Regions from separate parts of the Mus musculus genome. Here region 2 is linked to region 1. The links are chromatin contacts, called in public Hi-C maps. All regions are on one chromosome and are shown on one strand. Each heading gives the region's core, a stretch centred on a gene start, on an enhancer-like site or on the middle of the called end of the contact. The rest is flanking DNA. Distances are from core to core; before and after follow the strand shown. Region 1 overlaps 9130221F21Rik (RIKEN cDNA 9130221F21 gene). Region 2 overlaps Gm38832 (a long non-coding RNA gene).

Evidence for each region. Hi-C and Micro-C count contacts between places; a contact is called where the count stands out from the background.
Region 2: a contact with region 1 is called in a Hi-C map of bone marrow-derived macrophages, with 44 read pairs. The contact joins two enhancer-like sites. A contact is called at or near these places in 2 of 39 promoter capture datasets (both in liver), 1 of 15 datasets of contacts at CTCF or cohesin (large pre-B cells), 12 of 484 Hi-C or Micro-C datasets (the AML12 cell line, B cells, the N1E-115 cell line and 7 more), 5 of 115 datasets of contacts at active chromatin or transcription factors (bone marrow-derived dendritic cells, bone marrow-derived macrophages, embryonic stem cells and 1 more) and 1 of 9 other capture datasets (embryonic stem cells).

What each region holds. Positions count from the first base shown.
Region 1 is chr6:72,023,504-72,028,664 of GRCm38.p6, forward strand. All of the region lies in intron 1 of 9130221F21Rik (RIKEN cDNA 9130221F21 gene), which reads right to left. Among named protein-coding and RNA genes, the nearest start is that of 9130221F21Rik, 16 kb to the right of the region's middle. Within about 2 kb of position 2,173, at least 6 of the 459 cell types and tissues checked have an H3K27ac peak or open chromatin away from gene starts, as enhancers often do. A contact at or near this core is called in bone marrow-derived macrophages, where this site is marked.
Region 2 is chr6:72,161,943-72,167,103 of GRCm38.p6, forward strand. It overlaps Gm38832 (a long non-coding RNA gene), which reads left to right. Exons shown (of 2, transcript XR_869176.3): 1 at 1-951. Among named protein-coding and RNA genes, the nearest start is that of Gm38832, 2.6 kb to the left of the region's middle. Within about 2 kb of position 3,134, at least 42 of the 459 cell types and tissues checked have an H3K27ac peak or open chromatin away from gene starts, as enhancers often do. A contact at or near this core is called in bone marrow-derived macrophages, where this site is marked.

The DNA.
Region 1 (5,161 bases), core at 923-3,422:
AACACCATGGACCAGCTGTGAGAATGCCACAAGACTGTGGAGTACCGGTCACTGTGCACTGCATCTCAGCCAGGTAAAGGCCAGACAGGGAAAGCCTTCACATTTAAACAGAATAAACTGATTCTGACACCCAGGGGATTGGAAAGCCAGAGCCTTGTTAAAGGGCAAAAGAACCCTAGAATTTAATTTAGGGTGCTAGTGAGAGTTACAATTGCAGTTGAAATTGAAACTATGTTGAAAAGCCAGAATTTCCCTCTCCCACCCCCACCCCCACCCCCCAGACATCAAGTTCTTACCAGTGTGTGAATGAGACAATTGTTTGATTTGGTGATTTCAAGAGCTTAGGAAACACAGAGGAAGAGAGCATCTATACTACTCAGCAAGGCCAGGACATCAGCCACCGCCAACCCCCTGTTCCAGTTTGCATTATGCCAAGACACCACAGGCCTCAGGCCTCATCAGCATCCTTCCTTAGGACTGAGGAGGTCAGCATGGGTAGTGGTGGCCTCTGATTTCCTAACCTTAAGTCAAGCCCAGTAAAAACTGTACAAATGTGGTGGTGGTATCTGAGCGCAATGCTGTCCAAGAGAGAGATGGGAGCTGTTGAGAAGGCTTTGGTGCCAAGAGAGAACATTGTGGTTCTCTCTCACGACTCTCACACAGTCATTTATGAGAAAAAAGCATTGAACCAGAAGCACAAAGCCACCTCTGACTGTGCTATAGGGAAAGCTTCAGGACTCTTCCAGCAACTTCTTCATCCTTAGAATCTGCCAATGCTGCTTTCTAAGGATAGCCAACAGGCTCTAATGAGAGCCTTGGGGACAGCCTTGCTCCGACAGGTCTGTGTCCTTATAACCCATCTACCTGTGGGAGAGGGGGAGGCTCACATGGTCTGTGCCCCTGATAGGAAGTGTATGGTCCACTTGGCTTAGAGTACCAAGCGCAATGAGAGAAAGAAGCCCAAAGTTTCTGTTCTAGTAATGGCTGAAAGTTCCAGGTCTTAGGCCTGCCCACCCAGGAGTCCAAAGTACTTACAAGGAAAGATAAACTCACAGTCATCCACAAAGCAACAGACTGGAGTAAAAATGTTGGCGTTCAAAACCTGAGAAGATCTTGAGTGTAGCAAGATGAAACCATCCATCCACTAAGGTAGAATGTTTGACAAATGAGCATGTGGCAGGAACAATGGCTTGTCTAAAGGAGTGAGTGATATAGTCAAAGGCTAAACTTGGCTTAGGTGATGATATCTTTCAGTACTCACTGCAAATGAAAGACTTTTCCATATATATGTTTATTTCCTGTTGCTAAAAACCAGTGGCCATATATTAGGTAAATTATAAAGAAGGTGGTAGCATTGCATTTAATGATTCTGGTACAAGTTTGAGGGGTGCTCTTAGAATGAGATTCATACTGGCAGAGTCCTGAGACAGCACAAGGCATCACAGGATGATACACTAGGAGTAAGTATGTGTCCATGCCTTATATTCCTCTCTCTGTGTTTTCATGCAGCAATATGGGGGGGGGTGTCTCCATATTGATAACATTTTCTAATCCTAATCACAACCCAAGGGCCCCACTTCTAAGTAACATATTTAGACCAGGGTTTTATTTTAGATAATCACAGGGACATTATATTCTTATTAGAGTTTCACAGTGCACAAGCTAAATGCAAACTATAGCACCATATAAGCAGGAAAAAAAAACCAAAGGTATGTGCTTCTATTAGCCTGATCCTATAATAATGGTTAAAAGAAGGGATCACAAAAGGTAATTCATATCCATAGAATAAAACAAAAATGTCTGAAAAAAAAGAGTGCCAAGCACAGAAAAAGAAAGAAAAGAAAAAAAGGAAAGGAAGAAAGGAAGAAAGAGAGGAAGGAAGGAAGGAAGGAAGGAAGGAAGGAAGGAAGGAAGGAAGGAAGGAAGGGAGGGAGGGACGGACGGACGGAAGAAAGAAGAGGCAAAGACCTCTGGCTACTTTGTAGATCCTTAGATTGGGATTTGCTTTTGGGAATCCATAATGAGGCTACCACAGACACCTGAAGTTCCTTGTCTGAAGCAGAGGAAGAAGTGATGTGTTAGGCAGGAAATTCCAGAGCAGTGCATGGACCAGGAATGAGATAACCAGAAGTGAGGGTCATGGGATAGGGAAGGAATAGAGGAAGTGAGAAAGCAAGTAGGAGACACCCATCTTCCCCTTATTAGCTACTCCTCCTGTTCAGGGACTCAACCAGATCTGCCCTCAGAGCTGACCAAATGGCTACACTCTACCTCTTGACCCCTGAACCCTAGCTGTAGGCTCCTCCTAATGTGAGGCAAGGACTCTGGAGAAAACACTAGCTAGTATCCTGATCCAAAATGCTAGTCAAATGTGGTATTGTATACCTTAGTCTCAGCACTTAGCCGCAAAGGCTGATGTACCTCTTATGAGTTCAGGGTCAGCCTGCTCTATGTAGTAAGCTCCAGGCTAGCAAGAGCTACATAGTGATATCCTATCTCAAAGAACAAGCTGAAATATTTTGGACTTGAGAATACTTGTATACGTATAGTGAGATATCTTGTTTAACAGGGCCTAATTTAAAACACAAACTAAATCAAAATATGAAATTCGTTTATGTTTTTTACACATTTGTATACAGTTTAGCCTATAAATAATTTAATAGAATATTTTAAAGAATTATATCAATTAATTTATTTTATATACGTTTAAGTGTGTGGGCATCCATGGGTGGGGGTCAGAGGTCAGCTCTCAGGAGTAGGTTCTCTTCTCTCACCATATGCTTCCCAGGGGTCAAACTCAGCTCATCAGACTTGGCAGAAGCACCTTTACCCACCGAGCATCATGCCAGCCCTTGTAAAATGGTTTAAATGGGCCCACATTTGACTGTGACTTCCAGAGGTGAACACGAGGTCAATGGTAGAACTTCCTACTTATAGCATCATGCCCGCACTCAAAGGCTTTCTGATTCGGGAGCATTAGGGGTTAGAGCATCAACTTGCAGTTCTCCAAGGCCATCATAGCCACTCAGAATACGCTGAGGAGAGAATACTCCAGAGCAAGGCAGGTCCTATCTGCCTGACTGTCCTTTGTGCATGGGAACAAAACAAATCAAAGACACCGGAGATAGGACACACAGCCACAGGCTTAGACTAACAGCCACACTTGAACAGCTGTCCGATCAGATACTGTAGTGCTGCTCTGGGTCACCAGCAGGGACTGGTTGTTACACAGTCCCCAGAGGTGACCTGAGTGACGGGAAGGGGAGATTGACTGTGGTGTGGCATGGGCTCCACACTGTGGAGAGGGCCTCCAGGAGGGAAGAAACATCAGATCAGGGTTGAAAAGCCACAAAAAGGCAAAATGCTCCAGGCTCATTCGCCAGGAGCTTTTTAGGTCAGGACAGGTGAGTTTGAGACTCCTGGGGGCAAGGTTAAGGGGACATTGTGATTAGGATGACAATGGAGGATGGTTCTTGAAGAATGGAACACTCTTCCTTCCTCTTCCTCTTTCCTTCCTCTGACTTAGCAACATTTTCTTGGACTTTTTGCAACCAGCACAATTTCTTGGGACCTTGAAGAAGCTATCATGCATTGGGAGTCTAAAACAAAGCAAAAAAATCCCATTCACCGTTCTCCCCTTCAACGTCCTGTGGTTGTCACTTGTGGCTTTCTCCTGATGGGGCGGGACAGGTGCACATTCCAGGATAAGGCTGACACTTTGGCTTAACTAACAGTCCTCTCTTGCATCGTGGTAAAGGGTGAGAGTCTCTGCCTCTCCCTGCTGCAGTAGGAAACTCCAGATCTTCCCAGGAACTGCCTCCTGGGAAGGCTTTTTCCTTAGAAGAGGGTGATAAGCCAGCAGATAGCTCGTTCAACTCTCCCGTGGTCTTATACCCAAGCTCAGGGTCACATGATATGATCATTTCCCATGTGGAAATGTACAGACCTCTCTTAACCAATAGGGAGACATTGTAGGGTCAACTGAGGCAGGCAGAGATTTAGTGGTCCAGGCATGTTGCTGTATCTCACCATACCTGAGTCCTCTTATGTCCAGGAGCAATGTGTCTGAGTAGGGTCTTCCTAGATAACAAGCACTTTACAGGTCTCCCTAACTCCACGGCCATCCCCCTCTCCACCAAGCTGGCCAGATCTGTTTAAAACAAAGATCTGTTCCAGGCATGACGGACTTAAGTTTATAGTCTTAGCACTTGAGTAGTGGAGGCAAAAGGATCTCAAATTTGGGGCCAGCCGGAATTACCTAGGAAGAATGTCTTGAAAAAATGAAAACAGACAAAACTGTCCATTCCTTTGAGTCCTCCCTGTGTCTGGTTGAACTGTCACCTCCTAACCCTGAACCCCCTTTGTCCTGCTCCAATAAACTTCTCAAAGGCCTCCATTGCCCTTCCAACCCATCTCCTGGCTACAGCCCACTGCCAGTTCCTGATAATGCTGTGTTTGCAAGTCCCAAGCCTCTATTAGAAATAAAGCATTACTCATCCTCTCAGATTTGGAGCAAATGCCATTGCCCATGCGCCTCTGTCCCCCTCCCCAGGCAGTGTGGCACACAGTCCTTGTTCCAGTCTGGGTGATAACTCTCAACACCCAGCACATCATGGGCATGCCAGCCAGGTGTAGGGACACCACTTGCTCTGTCTCCCTTTTCAAGTTCATGGAAGTGCTCCAGGGAAACATAGGACTGATGGAACACTTGGAGTTCAGCATCCCAAGGGCAAATACAGTTTAAGGACTTTGAACAGATATTGATGCCTGGACTTGGTTACTAGTTAGCAAGCTCAATAAAGTTCAAACAGAACAGGGCATTCTTCAGAGCTCACTAGGGTATAGGGCAATGATTGTAACATAAACACCAGTGGCCTGTTATTGCTGAAGTACCCAATCCTTCAGTTATGAAGGAAGAGGATGTTCCGATAGTCACCCCTGGAGGCTCTTTTATTGTACCATTACAGAAGTGGCCATGGTAAATCTTAGAAGGTGGCATTCTTGTAGTTAGTGAGAAAGGGGTACAGGCACCTAGGTGCTGACCAAGACAGAGATTTCAGCCTTCTCAGCACCGTCCCACCTCCCACCTGGTGGAGATGGAGCACCCAGAGACCATGTCCATCATCACATCTTCTCATTGCCCGAGAGTTCAGTTCAGGCT
Region 2 (5,161 bases), core at 1,884-4,383, 140 kb after region 1:
CGGAAATGAAACCAGGACAATATTACTTCAACTATTCAAATATTGCTTCCCCAAACACCTTCTGACCCCATTCCAACACTCTCACCATCACGTTGGATTATCCCAACACATTTGGAGGAGGCACAGTCCATACCTTATATTTCACATACACATGTGCACACACACACACACACACACACACACACACACACACACACTCCAATAAGCAAAATTAAAGACCAAAAACCTACAGGAGTTTGGACTGACACGGAAGATGTTTCATTAGATAGAGTATCTTATCAGTGGCTTTTCCTTCCCCACTTCTGCCCCGGGCCAGCACATGTCACTTGTCCTCCGCTGGAGAACACTGTGTTCTGTGATCTGGGGAGGTCAGAAGGGTCAGAACCTTGGCTCGCCTGCTGAACTCCCTGCTCTGCTGACACGGTGTTATTTATCACAGCGAGGCTGACAAGGATGGCGAAAGCATCTGGCTGACTTCCTGATTCACAGACCAGCATTTCCTCCTGTGCACAGGAGCCTGCTATGTATGGTTTGTCTGGAAGGTACAGGCAGTCTAGCCATTCCTGAGCAGATCGGATGTCCCGGTGTTGTCTTTGGACAATACGACTCATTCATATATCTACTTTGTAGTTTTTAGATTTATCCCAGAGTCACTTTTAGTGGTCTCCTGACCTCATCCATCTCAGGCTGAAGCGACTTCAAACTCGGCAAAGCGTTCCCCACGTTCAGGTCTCCCTACCTCCTCTCGTGCTCCATCCCCATACTGTGCTTTGGCTCAGCTCCCCACAGCCAGGAAGGATCTTCCCTCTTCCGGGAGAGGCACGGCTTGAATGATGGGACGTTGGATGCCCACAGTCTCGTTCCTCTTTGTCAGAGTCCCAGTTTCCTACAGAGACAGAGAGCTGCCCTTTTTGTTGTCCAGTCTTGACTGCTGCTGAAAGGTGACACACTGTAAGTATTCTTTATTTCAATGAGTTAAGGGGGAAACCCACTTATTTGGATTTATTTACTTGTTGTGTCTCTGTGTGAATACAGAAATAGTTAGGTAAATTCCTTAGTGGAAAAATTAACATCCCAGTAGCTTAAAAGCTACTCCACCATGCAGTCAAAACCTTCCACCAGCATGCATTGATGGAAATGATTGTAAGCAAAGAGAGAGAGAGAAAAAATGTTTGTTTTGTTTTGTTTTGTTTTGTTTTGTTTAAATACTAGTCCTAGAAGCCACAATGCAAAGTCAGCATATCTAAGGAATCACCATCCTGCGCCTTGCAGGGCCTTCCATGTAGCATCAGCTGACTCAAGAGTCCATTTTTCCCTACTTGGCTTTGCTCTGACTGAGGTAGAATAAAGGCCCTAGGTGATCCGTCATGGAAAATGCACCCTCAAGTTTTCCAAAACTGGGAACTGAAATTGAACTGATGATGGCTTCATTTTCACACACACACTAAATCCTCCAGGTCTGGGACTGTGGCCCTGACACCGAGTGGAGGCCCCTCCCCAGGGTACCCATCTCTGTGGCTCCGGCTGACTCTCCTGACAGGCCGTTCCACTGCTAATGCCATTTTGTGCAAACAAAACACAGTTCCAGAAGGTACTCATGACTGTATCCTAGTGCCCAGTAGGGCTCTCAAAAATACGGCCCTGCTCCATTAGAATAACCACCATCAGTGCCTGCAGTCCTCTGCCAGCCAAATCCCTAGGCGGCAAAAACACCGGCTCAGACCCTTTGTACCAGAGTTTCCATCTAGAAGGGGGAACGTAATTAAGCAAAGGTAGTGTAATGAGGACGTCGGCATCAGGGTTCCTCTAGGAAAATTCCATGCTGGAGGAAAGATGGGCCACCCACAGGAACTCTGACTTTAGAGGAAAAACTACCTGCCTATGCATTGTATCCTTCCTGCATTGTCCCCCTCTATCTCTGTCTCTGTCTCTTTCTCTCTCCCTCTCCCTCTCCCTCTCTCTCTCTCTCATACACACTCACATGTAAAGCTGCAGTAAGCAGGTTTAAGGTAGATTGGGGTGTGTGTGTGTGTGTGTGTGTGTGTGTGTGTGTATGTGTGTATGTGTGTGTGTACGTGTGTGTGTGCTGGTACATGTGTGCACACTTGTGCACCTGAGATTGACATTAAGTCTCACTTGATCTCCGAGTTAATCACTTAACTCACTGAGTTAGCATCTCCCAGTTGACCCCAGAACTCACCAATACTGGTTAGTCTAGCTTTCAGGCTTGCTCTGGGCACCCCTGTCTGCCTTCCCAACGCTGGGATTGCCCATCTGGCATTTACATGGGTTCTGGGATCTGAACTCCCAGCCTCACACTCAAAGAGCAAGCACACTACCAGTTTTTTTCCCATCCCATTTCTTCTTTTAATAAAAGCTTTTGGACGCAGGGTCAGGCCTTATGGCTGGAAGCCAGCAGTAGCTTCAGACATCAAAGCTATTAACCATGGGACAAAACGCCATTTTCAGCAAGTCTGAGCCCAGGCCAGGGGGTGATCAACAGGAGGCAGGAGGCAAGAGGCTGGAACTCAGTGCAGACAGAGTGAGCTTGCTGAGGGAAGGAAGTGACACACACTGTCAACTCACAACAGGATATACTTTCTCAAAGCACAGCATGGCATGGCTCACTTTATCTTACCAAACCAAACTGACAAATGTAGGCTCAGGCATGACCTCAGCTGAAACTTTGCAGGCCAAACTGAGATCATTGTCAGGGCAAAAGGCAGTTGGACTCCCAGGGGAATACTAGTGGAAGATTCCCTTGACCCATCGTTAAAAACCAACAATGTGACTGCGGATAGAAGAAGCCATGGGGACCTGGGCGTTGAGTGTCCTGGGAAGGGGGATGCAAGAAATCTGACTTCTTGTTGGGCCACACTGAAAACCGATTGGGGCTGGCGGTCTGGGCCTCAGCATCCTTCAGGCTGCCTTCTGACTCAGGATTCTGCTAGCCATTTATCTAGATTCTTTGAAAGCCAAGAACAGGAGTTAGGAGCCTAACTTTGCATCAGCACTGGTGTGCGCGGGAGCCAGTCACAGCCCCTCTGGCAGTTTCTCCACTCAGCAGAGCCTGTTCACTGGGACTTCGCTTTTGAAAAGAAAACCAGTGACTATTACTCATGAGCCGGTACGCAGCGCCACCTAGTGTCGTGAAGCCGTGTGTACTGTTCTTAGTGCCGAGCTTCCAGCCCTGACTGACTGTTGCAGGGTTCCAGCAGCTGGAGCACACACAGAACCTTCCCGCTCCGTCTGCGCATTTCCTATCTGATGTCCTAGCTAGAGGCTCCTCTTCCCCTCTCATGCCTTTGTCCCCGATCTTTGTTTCTCTGTCATCTCTTTCTGGAAGAACATCAATTCCCATGGGTCAAACCACACACTGGGAGGAAAACAAAACAAAAAAGCCCAAACAAACAAACAAACAAAAAGCCCAGCTTCTTCAACAAATGGTACTGGTCAAACTGGCTGTCTGCACGTAGAAGAATCCACATAGATCTATATTTACAACACTGCCCAAACTCCATATGAAGCAAAGACCTCAACATAAAATCAGATACACTGAACCTGATAGAAGAAAAAGTAGAAAATAGTTTTGAACTCATTGACACAGAAGAAGACATTCTGAACTGAACACCATTAGCATAGACACTGAGAACATAATTCACAAATAGAACCTCATGAAAAGCTACTGTGTGGCAGGGGACATCATAACTCAGACAAAGTAATAGACTACAGAATGGGAAAAGATTTTTTTTTTACCAACAATAGAGTGCTAATATCTCTAAAATGTATAAAGAATGAAAAAACTGGACATCAAGAAAACAAGCAACCCAATTAAAAATGGGGTACATATATGAGCAGAAAATTCTCAAAAGAGGAAATACAAATGGCTGAGAAGTACTTTAATGTTCAGTATTGTTAGTCATCAGAGAAATGCAAATCAACTTTGAAATTTCATCTTATACCAGTCACAATGATCAAGTTCAATAAAACAAGTGACAGCAGATGCTGGTGAGGACATGGAGGGAGGGGTCAGTCCTCCACTGCTGGTGGGAGTGCACACTTGCACAGCTACTATGGAAATCAGTGTGGTGACCCTCAGGGAGATGGGGACTGATCTACCTAAGATCCAACTATACCACTCTTGGACATCTACCTAAAGGCTACTTCATGCTACCATACCATACTATTCTATACCATACTATACGGTACTATTCTATATCATACTATACGGTACTATACTATACATTACTTGCTCAACCATGTTCATTGCTGCTCTATTCATAATAACCAGAAATTGGAAACAGCCTGGATGTCCACCAATGGATGAATATATATTTTTAAATGTGATAAGTTTACATAATGGAATGCATTCAGCCATTAGAGAAATAAAGTCATGAAATTAGGAAATAAAAACATCATCCTGAATGAAGTAACCTAGACCTAGAAAGACAACTTTGGCATACGCTTGTTTATTTGTGATGTTAGCTGTTGAGTCTTTAATAAGCAGGCTACCATCCAGATAACCACAGAGGTTTGGCAGAGAGTAAGGGACTAGCAGGGAGGGAGGGAGGGATGTCCCTAGGAAGGAGAAATAAAACAGGTAAGTATAAGTGGACAGGGGAGGCAGGAACAGGAGGATAAAATGGGGACAGGAGGAAAGAAGAAGTAAGGGAAAGAATATGGGAAGAGACTGATAGCACTAAGAGCCATTTGAGGGGTCATGGGGAAACTAACACAATAGAAGTGTCCTAAATCTAAATGAAATGATCAAATAATGGGAGATGGAACCCCAACTGGACATTTCTGGTCACCAAATGAGCTTCTTGTGCTGGTAATGGGTTATATCTAATTGAGTCGTTGGCCAAAGGCATCCCATTGGAACTCCCAACCAACCCAGGCTGTTGCCAAAGCTTTTGGCTGTTGTCCTTAAACTGATAGTAAAGCCCTATTCCTGGAGACAACAACCACACAACTCACTGAACACAGAGAAGTAGAGTTGATGCCTACATACAGCCATCACCCTATAGACTACTGTTCTGGATACTTGAGGGTGCTCAGCACACTACCGAAGGAGAAAGGTAACTACCCATCAAGCTACAAAGTCCTTGAATCTACAATAATGACCTGCTTGTAAGATGTGCTAGGGCAATAGTGGCACAAA